Regions from separate parts of the Zea mays genome. Here region 1 is linked to region 2. The links are chromatin contacts, called in public Hi-C maps. All regions are on one chromosome and are shown on one strand. Each heading gives the region's core, a stretch centred on a gene start, on an enhancer-like site or on the middle of the called end of the contact. The rest is flanking DNA. Distances are from core to core; before and after follow the strand shown. Region 1 holds the start of LOC100277018. Region 2 holds the start of LOC103647482.

What was found. A called contact is a pair of places that touch in the nucleus more often than the background predicts.
Region 1: a Hi-C map of endosperm shows a contact between it and region 2, with 3 times the contacts expected there. The contact joins the promoter of LOC100277018 here to the promoter of LOC103647482 in region 2. A contact is called at or near these places in 5 of 25 Hi-C or Micro-C datasets (ear, endosperm, leaf and 1 more).

What each region holds. Positions count from the first base shown.
Region 1 is chr2:191,558,630-191,563,731 of Zm-B73-REFERENCE-NAM-5.0, forward strand. It overlaps LOC100277018, which reads left to right and starts at 2,559. Exons shown (of 3, transcript NM_001150691.2): 1 at 2,559-3,057; 2 at 3,152-3,278. The coding sequence starts at 2,644. LOC103647487 reads left to right here. Exons shown (of 9, transcript XM_035965418.1): 2 at 1-202; 3 at 329-795; 4 at 883-1,018; 5 at 1,129-1,200; 6 at 1,296-1,364; 7 at 1,461-1,532; 8 at 1,667-1,750; 9 at 1,834-2,158. The coding sequence ends at 1,861.
Region 2 is chr2:191,301,699-191,307,180 of Zm-B73-REFERENCE-NAM-5.0, forward strand. It overlaps LOC103647482, which reads right to left and starts at 3,782. Exons shown (of 1, transcript XM_008672012.3): 1 at 2,292-3,782. The coding sequence starts at 3,736. The coding sequence ends at 2,534.

The DNA.
Region 1 (5,102 bases), core at 1,309-3,808, 260 kb after region 2:
AGGCCGTGGTGGAGGCCGCGGGGAAGGAGCTCAGCGTCTGCCTCGCCAGGAGCGCCGCCACCGCGCCCGGCCGGAGCCCCTTCATCTCCGCGCTCGAGGTGGTGCCGCTCGAGGAGTCCGTGTACAGCGCCGTCAACTTCACCGCCTACGCGCTGAGCACCGTCGCGCGCCACAGCTTCGGCCACAACGGCTCCATCATCGGGTAATTAAGCTAAAACAACCGGCCGGCGGGCGGGCGGGCGGGTGTCTCGCCTCGCCTAGAACGAACGAAGATTACGGCCAACTGACTGACCATGTCGATGGTGCGTGCGAAATGTGTGCGATCCAGCTATCCAGACGATCGGTTCAACCGATACTGGGAGCCGTACAGCGACGGGGGCATCCCGGTGGTGGAGAGCCAGGCGAGCGTGGCGACGGAGGCGTTCTGGAACAAGCCTCCGGAGGCCGTGTTCCGGCGAGGCCTGACGGCGAGCAGAGACAAGAGCCTGGAGCTCCAGTGGCCGCCGGCGCCGCTGCCGGCCGCGAGCTACTACCTGGCGCTCTACTTCCAGGACAACCGGGGGCCGAGCGCGCTCAGCTGGAGGGTGTTCGACGTCGCGGTCAACGGCCAGCCCTTCTTCGCCGGCCTCAACGTCTCCACGGCGGGGTGCATGGTGTACGGCGTCGACTGGCCGCTATCCGGGCAGACAAGGATCACGCTGACGCCGGCGCTGGAGTCCCCCGTCGGGCCGCTGATCAACGCGGCGGAGCTCATGATGGTCGTCCCGCTCGGTGGGAGGACGCATCCCAGAGACGGTAACCTTCTCTCCTGATCGGCGCACTTGTCGGTGTCGGATGGATGCACTGTTTGCTCAAATCACCGGCCATCTCGTTGCCTTGCAGTAATCGGCATGCAGGAGCTGGCCAGAGGATTCACGAACCCGCCGTCGGACTGGAGAGGTGATCCATGCTTGCCCCAGGGGAACTCGTGGACTGGTGTCACCTGCAACCAAGATCCACTGGCAAGAGTAACTGGGCTGTAAGTTTGTAGTACCAATCATCATATATTCATATGACATCTGATTGCTCTCTTGTAGTACATTCCTTTTTTTTAAAAAAAATGAATAATGGTCAGATTGGTCATTGCAGCAACCTCACAAATTTCAGAGTTGGAGGATCGATATCTAACAACATTGCCAATCTGACTGCAATTTCCAGCATGTAAGCTTCTGCAACAAAGGGATGTGTAGATTTGCATGCTAAAAGTTAGAAAACAAAATGGATTGCTGAAATTGAAGCGATAACCGCTGTTGCAGTTGGCTTGTCGGGAACAATTTGACCGGCCCGATTCCAGATCTGAACCACCTCCTGCATGTAGTCTCTTTGTAAGTATAATATATATAACGATGGGTAACATAATCACCAGCAGCTAAATATATCTGGATAATACGTTGCATCCATTCCTGATTGGAAATTTGAAGGCACCTGGAGGACAACGGACTGACAGGCCCGCTCCCTGAATCGCTCGGAAACCTTACAAGACTTGAGGAACTGTAAGTGCATCTAATATTTTTCTTAATCCACTCTACTATACTATACGTAGGACAAACAGTTGCTCTATTTCTCAGTTATAATGCATCCTGGGGTTGTTAGCCTACTGACCACTCGGCCTAATTTTTTTTTGCAGGTCCGTGCAGAACAACAGCCTACAAGGAACAATTCCAAGCAGCATCAGGAACAGAGCGGCGGTGGACCCAAGGTTTAGGTTCCAGTAAGTGACTACGCATAGCGCTTGTGGTTTTCGTAGCATCCATCCTTGCAGTGGATGACGGATAATTTGCTGTGCGCTGACAGGTACACACCTGGGAACAACCTTAGCTAACAAGTGCATTACAGGAAGGCAAAAATATCTGACTGCTGTTCCTTACCCAATTTCGGGTGCTTCGGACCATTTTCCTTCCCTTTTTTGAATCACGATTTTTTGTTGTACTTCGGAATGTATACTTATCTCTTCCCCTGTAAAGATGCATTTTTGTCATAGAAAAAAAACGAGGACTATATTTTATTGAACGAGAAAACGAGAAGGCTTATTGCTTTAGACGAATTTTCATAAGAGCAATGCGTGTACAACCCATCCGAACAACATCTTTATGAACAAAAGGTCAATCTTTGAGTGGTTGCTCACTTGTTCAGGGCTTGTATGTTTTGTTTTTCAATCCAAATGGATAGAGTGGGATTGAATGAGTTTCAATCCTAAACAAGTCAAAATCTTTTATAATTTTTTCTAATCTTATTTAATCTATATGAGATAGGAATACTGAACAAAAGCTTAAAAGCTTATATGGATCAAAAGCTTAAACTATTCGGTTATAGTTTCTTATACAAAAAATCTTTCTCAATTCAGAAATGCTTCGCAGGCCATGCAATCCAGCCCGGAATTACTCCGCAGCCCATGATCCGTCAGCAGCATCCCCAGCCTGTTGTCCCAATAGGCCCGTACTGACCCAAGATATGAAGATATCTACCTCGTGTCTTGTCCACCTCCTCAATTATCTCATCGTTCCTCGCGCTCATCGCCCACTTTGCCGTCGATGCATTTCCCACTCCCGCCTCTTCGCCGGCGATGACCGCCGCCTCCCACGTCCTAACCTCCTCGGCTTCTCTATGACGACTCCTCCGAACCCCTCCCCGCTCCTGTCCTCCCGCCCGAACCCCTCCCTTCCTCTCCACCGCCGCCCCCGGTTCCCCCACTCCCCGGCCGCCGCCAACACCACCGGCGCCGCATCGGCGCCGGACTGGTTCCGCCCTCGCCGTACTCCGGACTCGGACCCGTCCATCTCCGGCGGCCGCGTCACCGCGCGTGATCCTGGCGTTCGCGTCAAGGCCAAGGAGGGCGCCGAGGAGGAAAAAGATAAGAAGGCTAAGAGGAGGAGATGGTGGGAGCGCTGGTCGGGGGACAAGGAGAGCTACCTGGTGGACGATGTGGAGCCGCTCCCCATCCCATTGACCGTGCCAGAGACGGAGCCCATGTCGCGGGAGGAGCTGGACCGCCGGCTCAGCTGCGACGTCGAGATCGATGTGAGTTCGGCATGTCTTCAATTTCTGTGTTATTTTTTGGCGGCTCGGGTTTGGGCGAGGTAATTAGTTTGGTATGTGTGAATTTGGGCTGTAGGAATGCAAGACGGTCTCATACGAGTGGACAGGCAAGTGCCGGAGCTGCCAGGGGACGGGACTGGTCAGCTACTTCAGGAAGAAGGGCAAGGAGACCATTTGCAAGTGTGTGCCATGCGCCGGGATTGGTAAGATGATATTTCTCCAACTTGTTTTCCTTACATGCTATGCTACAATATCGATGTTTTAAAGAGTAAAACATCTAGAGAGAACGAGGACAAAGGTACCCAGAACTTCTTACTGGTAAATTTATCATGCTTTCGCACAGTAGGTGGAACTAAAATCAAGACTTGAGCTTTGTGAAGATGTGGTGTCATTGTGATGAACTCAGCTGCGGAGTAGCCTTTATGGCTGATTATGGCATCAGCCATGCCTAAATTTTTAAAATCTTCATACCTTCCTTTATAAACATTAGGATGCATGTGGTGCAGTGGTTAATCCTTAGCGTATGAGACATCAATTTGCTTGTTTGATTTCCATGTGCACAACATTTTTTCTTTTTTTCCCTACTAGCTAGCCATACCTTAATTTTCTTTTGTCCTCCGCCACTGGATGAACTACTAGTTGGACTTCGACAGATAATATACTTTGTCATGCAGTAGAGCTGTTCAGGGGCGTAGCCAGGATTTATAGCTAGGGTGGTCCACTGTTCAAAATTTTTAAACAGCTAAATGTGACATGTTGATACATAAGAATCTGAATTATGAATTGCACAAAAAAACCTACAATTGAAATAAAGTAATCAGTTTTAGACAAAAAAATCATTTAATAATCCAACACTCTAGAAGTATACAACCTAAATTAGTTTTGCATACCTTGTGGCTTGTGCGTTTTTGCTGCACCAATCATCAGCCATCAGCAATACCTAATTACTCTTGCTCAAACCTAATTTTCTTAATGTGATTAAGAGGGCTTGTTGTGAGCTGGGGAATGTGGGTGCTGCCACTCCTGGCGTGGTGGCCCTAGCGGGTGAGGCACGTGGTGGCCCTAGCGGTGCAGACAACATCCCTGGCTGGTGATGTGGAGGGCGCTTGGTGCAGGGGCCTGGTCTAGCAATGTTGCCTCCGTGTGGTGCTCATATGCCCGGGCCAAGTGCATGACCATTTATAGGTTCTGGGGGCGCGTAGTTGGACGTCCACACGGATGTGTTCTAGGAGCCCCCTATGACCAAGTCAACCTTCTAAGCGGCATCCGACCGAGGTGTGTGATAAAGCAGGTGTTGAAACGCTTCTAGTAGTCTGACACTATGGAGGTGGAAGAGAATCACGCTAATTTAGAGAGGTGGTTAGTATAGATGGCTGGCCCGAAGCTTAGGTTGCAAATCCCCTTGAAGCGCTCCCAGGAAGGCATGCCCTCATCCTGTTTGAGGACGTGTAACTGTGTCTGCGGCTTTGCGCCATGCTGCAGAGATGGTACGATGCGAGCTAAACATGATCAGATGCGAGCGTGTGTTGCCCTCGAAAAAATTGCTCAGAATGGGTGAGCCAGTTTAGGGGATCCTCCAAGCCAACATAGGAGGTGAAATTGAGCTTGTTGAACCCGGTGGCCGTGTCACGGGTTGCTGTCGGTCGCGACACTGGAGCAGGGAACTGCGGGAACACTAGAGTAGGTGGTGCCAAGAAGTTGGGCACCAATGACGGTGATAATGGGGAATTGATGACGTGGATGTGAATAGATGATGCAATGGAGGGTGGGGCGGCGAGCAACGTGGTGGTGGATGGCACGATATGCCATTGTTGGTTGTGGTATGGCAGTGATGTCGGAGTAAGTTGGAGGCGCCATTGTGCCGTACCTCGGCATCCTGTAGAGAAAGCCCTAGGGCATGGTGCTTGTCGATGAGGACATCTTGGCTCTCCACGATGGTTAGCCGTGAGAGGATGGCGACTTGCTACACGTGGAGGTTGACCATCTATTGGGCGACCTCAGAGAGGGCTTTCGTCATGGCATCGAGG
Region 2 (5,482 bases), core at 2,532-5,031:
TATGGGATGACTTAGTGTTTTGTAAAGATCAGGGGGGTTTCCCTCTTGATCGAAAGAACTTGTTTATACATCATGTTGTACTCTTTTCTTCGCATGAGTTTTTCCCTGCTTGGGTTTCTCATTCAAAGTTTTTAACGAGACAACATCAACACAAGGTCTATGTCGTATCATCTATTTTTCCCGTAGAGGTTTTCAAGGATGATACATTATGACATAGTTATTGTTGTATTTGAACTAGGATATGAGTTTATATCCCTAGAGTTCAAATGGATCAACAATAGAGTATGACTACTCTCCTTATTTTTCCCGTTGGGTTTTTAAGGAGACTCAGCTGATATGTTGATTTCTCAGATTTTCTGGCAAGATTATCTTGGAGAAATATTAGCCTGAGTTATATGTCTCATCATTTATTTTCCCCACTGGGGCTTTTGAGATGATGGCTACAGACATATTATTGTTCTTTGGGCTAGAGGTCCATTGGAGAACAACGTACCATGATTCGATTGAATCACTGACCATTATCCATAAGGATAATTGAGCTTGTGTTGTTCAGATGGAAACAGGAAAATGAAAATATTAACATCTTGCAAACAAAGTCTTGTGATAATCTTACTGATCTATTCACAAAATCTCTACCATACTCAACGTTTTCAGAAATGTGTTGAGGTGATTGGTATGAGAAGACTTAAGTGTTTGCAAGATCAGGGGGAGTACTTCTCCGTGATATTCAACCTGTTTTACCATCATATTACACTCTTTTCTTTGTATGAGTTTTGCCTTGTTAAGGTTTTCTCATCCAAAGTTTTTAATGAGGTAATATCAACTAAGCTATATGCTTCATCATTGATTTTTCCCACGGGGGTTTTTATACAAGATGATTACAAGCATATTTTCTTTTGGAGTTCAATATGAGTTTTACTCATAATCCAAAAGATATTGTGTACTCCTTATTTTTCCCACAGGGTTTTTGAGGAGATAATATATTGGAAGACAGCTTGCAGATGATCAAATGGACTTGGATTGATCAAGGGGGAGTGTTACAATATGTGTGTTCAATCCCCTCCATGGGGTGCGACAGTTTCTCCCCAAGGGACGCACCCCTTGGGAAGGCACTAGTTCGCCTGTATATATAAGCACTGTCTTCCCTGCAATAAAGATAACTGTCTTTTTCCTTTCTACTCTCTGTGTCTCGTTTACACTTATTCCAACAGTTTTTTCAGAACTGCGCATGGGCACTGTCCATGTCCATGACCGTATCTACGCGCATGTCGGACACACGGGAGTGGGCAGGCGCCAACCGCAAGGCGACGCCGTGGGCTTCACCTTCCCAGCGGTAGCAGCGCCGGTTCATTAATGGCTGCCGCGCCACCGCTGGGGTGCCTGGGTCACGGCTCACAGGTCGTCACAACTCACAAGCAAAGCGAGAGGGCGCCAGCTAGCGTTGTCCACAGTCACGTAGGAAGTAGTACGCGCCTGGCCGCGCGCAACTGCGGCGGAGACATGCCAGCGCGGCGAAAGCAAGGGACAAAGCCTTTCTTTCAGGGCGGGTACACCGTGGCGCACGGAAAGGAGGCATGGACACGGAGTGCTCCCGCCGGTCCGTGCATGCATGGGCTAATAACTGCTTCCACGAGACCAGAGCACGGTGTTCGTTTCCTTTCAGATACGAAAAGGCGATTGTGGTTAGGAGTTTGTTAATCGGCGTAGCTTTGTTGATTGGTACCACGAAAACATATGGAGTAGTTCGCAGGGGAGGAAAAGCTACAAGGAAGAGCAGAGGATGTCGCGACTGGGAGAGGCTGGCCGCAACTGCACGTATGCTCCTCATGCCGGGAACCCAAGCAAAACATGCGCATGCATGTTGCCCCCCAGCCAGCCTGTGCAAAGCGTGAATGCAACTAGATCATGGGCCTTGCATTGTCTGCTGATCCATGGAGCGACCGAGAGCGAGCCATGCTAGTTTTTATCGTCGGATGCTCGGATTGGAGGACTATTGAAGAGGAAGGTTCGCATGATCTGTTTTTGGATATATATATATATATATATATATATATATATATATATATATATATATATATATATATATATATATATATATATATATATATATATATATATATATATATATATATATATATATATATATATAATAAACAGTACTATAGCCAGTAGTAGGAACACCGACCCACCGTGGTTGTTCAAGCTTGGACGTACTAACGAACGGGGGGTATCCAATAACGGTACACACTCAAAATAAACATTTAAAAGATTCACCAGTCCGTTGCAGAGTATGGAGCGTTTTTAACTGCAAATGTGTCTTCTCGGCTAATTTAGCTCTCATTTCTCTTCTGGGATCCTGTATCCTTACAACGCACGGTGCTTCGCGCACATGAGCACGGCATAATTCACTCGCGCGAACATGGCCTAGTTTACTTTCTCACTTTTATACTAGTGCAGTTCGATTCGGACTGGAGATAAACAAAGAATGGGAAGCCTCCGGCGGCGGGAACGGGGGAGATCGATCGACGTCACGTCACGGGCGCGCCAGCGCTTGCGCGAGGCGTTGGACCTTGGCGGCGATCTCCGGCGGGATCCGCACGGCCGACCGGGAGCGCTCCTCGCCGCGCCGGAAGTCGAGCCCCAGCGCGTCCGACACGTCCTCGGCGGTCCACCCGGCGCGCCGGAGCGAGTCCGAGCACCGGTCGGTCTTGAGGACCAGCGCGTCGAGGATAGCCTCGGAGTCGGGTGTTGGGGCCTCCTCGCCGTCGTCCAAGAACCCGGAGGCGGTGACCTCGACCATCTCGTCCACTTCTCGGTCCCTCCAGCCCCCTTTCTTCAGCATTGACCCCAGCTCGTCGAGGTAGCTGTCGACCCACCGCGGGGTTGGCCGCCGGGGTGGCGATGGGCATCCTGAGGACGACGACGAGGAGGAGGACGAGGAGGCGGTGGATGCTTCGGAGGACGAGGAGTCGCGGCGGCGGCGGTCCGACGCGGCGTCGCTCCAGAACTCGATCCAGCGCGGGGCCTGGACGGCGTCGAGGCTCCGGCGCGTGCACGACGGCCTGCTCGCGCCGGCGGAGAGCGGGGACGAGGAGGAGACGACGGCGCGGTCCGCCGGCTGGAAGGAGGAGTCGCGCGTGAAGAAGTAGAGCAGGTCGAGGCCGCAGCAGAGGACGCGGTCGTCGGCGACGAAGAACACCGGGTTCCCCGCGAGGCAGGGGCGGCAGGGCAGGTAGCAGCGGTCGAAGAGCGGCACGAGCGGCGGCGCGCGGCGTACGGCGGAGCGCGCGAGCCGCAGCGCGCGGCCCGGGTCGGCCGGCCGCCGGCCCCAGCACCGCGGCCACAGCGCGCCCCTCGCGACCTGGAGCGACGCCGCCGCCGCGGGGAGGTCGAACGCGGCGCGGAGGCCGGCCCGGCCGCGCCAGTCCGGGAACCCGGGCCCCGACGGCACGCCCAGGGCGAGCACCGCGCGGAGGTCGGGCGGGAACGTGAACCCGAACTCGGCCTCCGCGCGGACCAGCTCCGCGTCCGAGAGGCCCGGGAGGACGGCCACCCCGGACTCGCGGAGGTGGGAGAGCACGCCTGCAGCCACGGCGTGGAAGGAGTGGAGGCCGTGGCGCGGCGACGCGGACGCCGATGACGGCCCCGCGGCGGCGCGCGTCGAGAGGCGGCGCAGCGCCGCGGTGTGCGCCACCGACGGGGCCAGCCCGGCCATCCGGTGGTCGATGTCCACCATCGCTGCTGCGCTTGAGATGCCGAGGAACGAAACGCCTGAGACTGACCGAGAGACGGGCGGAGGGGTGGGTTTATATAGAGGGATGCGGTGGTCGTCTCCCGTAGATGGTTGCCGTTTTTTTACTTTTATATAGATTTAACAAATCATTTATCTTATTTATTTTTTTAGAAAACAATAAAATAAATATCGTTAAAGTACCTTTAATTAAAAAAACCCCAATAAAAAATAATAAATAGCATTTTTTATGAAAACTGTAAATAGGACAATAATGAAATATGATGTTTTACAACTAAAAAATATATCATGGTTCTATTTTGAGGCAGAGGTAGTAGCGTGAGACAAGGTCACAAGGACAAGGGTGGGGTCTATGGCCGTGGGCCCCGTGGAGATCTGAGCTGAGCGTGGGGCGAGAAAGCGACTGCGGTGCGGACAATGGTGTGCGAACTGGAGTACTGGACCAACTAGTGGTGTTGTGCGTCTCCGCTTGTGAAAACGCAAGATTAATTTGGTGTCCTCGTATTCTTGTACTGTAACGTTTCTTCATTATAAAAAACAGAAATGGAGTAGCATCAATCGGTCGATTCAAAATGTTTTTTTTTGGGTGCATTATTTTTATTCGGTGCCTGGGCCAAGGACACCTGTGTTCATAACCCCGGGAAGCACAAGTACACATGCGCAATGGATAATGCATCCCTTGCCAGAGATGGTGACCGTGACTTGCTTGGGAGCACTCGGATCAGATGCCCCAGGAAAGCGAAGTGCGGGCGGGGGGGTATGCTGATCTCCTAATCATAGAACCCAATAATGCTGTCAGAGAGACCGAAACCCAACTGGTGGCCATGATTTTGGTCCCCTGGAAACCGTGCATACTTTCATGGCTCCTCCTGGAGCTGGAGCTGGAGCTGGAGTAGGTCCGTCCGCTACTGCACCGCACCATCCGGCCTCCTTCGTGCGTGTACTCGGCGTACGGGCATGTGTACGTGAACTGTCGTCAATCAACTGATCTGGAAAACTTCGCTGCTGCAAGTTGCTCGCGGCTTCTCCAAAACCACTGTGCATCGTACCAAAACACAGGGCACCCGCGGGCGCGTGGATGACCGGTGACGCCGCCTTGGCGTGTGAAGGAGGTGCTATTGCTAGCTCACCCGACGCGCGGTCACCTCATCAATCAAACCACCGAAGCGACGGCCGTCGGCAGGGGCGCCGTCATCATTTCGCCGGCGCTCGCCGCACGCCTGCAGCGAAGCTGCGTCGCGATCGCCTGTCCGTGTCCGCAGCAATGTCACCGCAACACCCATCGCAAGTTTTTGGCATCTACGCGGTGGCGGTGCCAGGCAATCTCGAGCCCGTCAAGTCGGCGTCGAGATCTCGGCCGTCGCCTCCGCTTGCCTGGCTTTCCGACAGCCGTCTGGCCGCGAGTCACCGTCACAGTAGATGATGACAGTGTGGTGACCGGTTGTGAGTGCGCCAGGGATTGGCATTTCTGGGGGGAATGCCGGCGATTACTTGTTGAGATTGGATTTGCTAGCTGTATTATTGAGCGGATGGCTCTCTCTCGGTAATTTCTGACCTACCATCTGTTCTTGTTCTTGCTGTCGCGTGGTTTGTCCTTGTCAGGGTACTGACAAAGCACAGGGATAAACATTAGCAAGAGAATTAGCAGGCTGGTGTTATACTAGTATTGTTTTTTCCTGGTATTCGAGTGCACACACTGATCTCCTGTTTCTGGATCACAGGATACTGGCT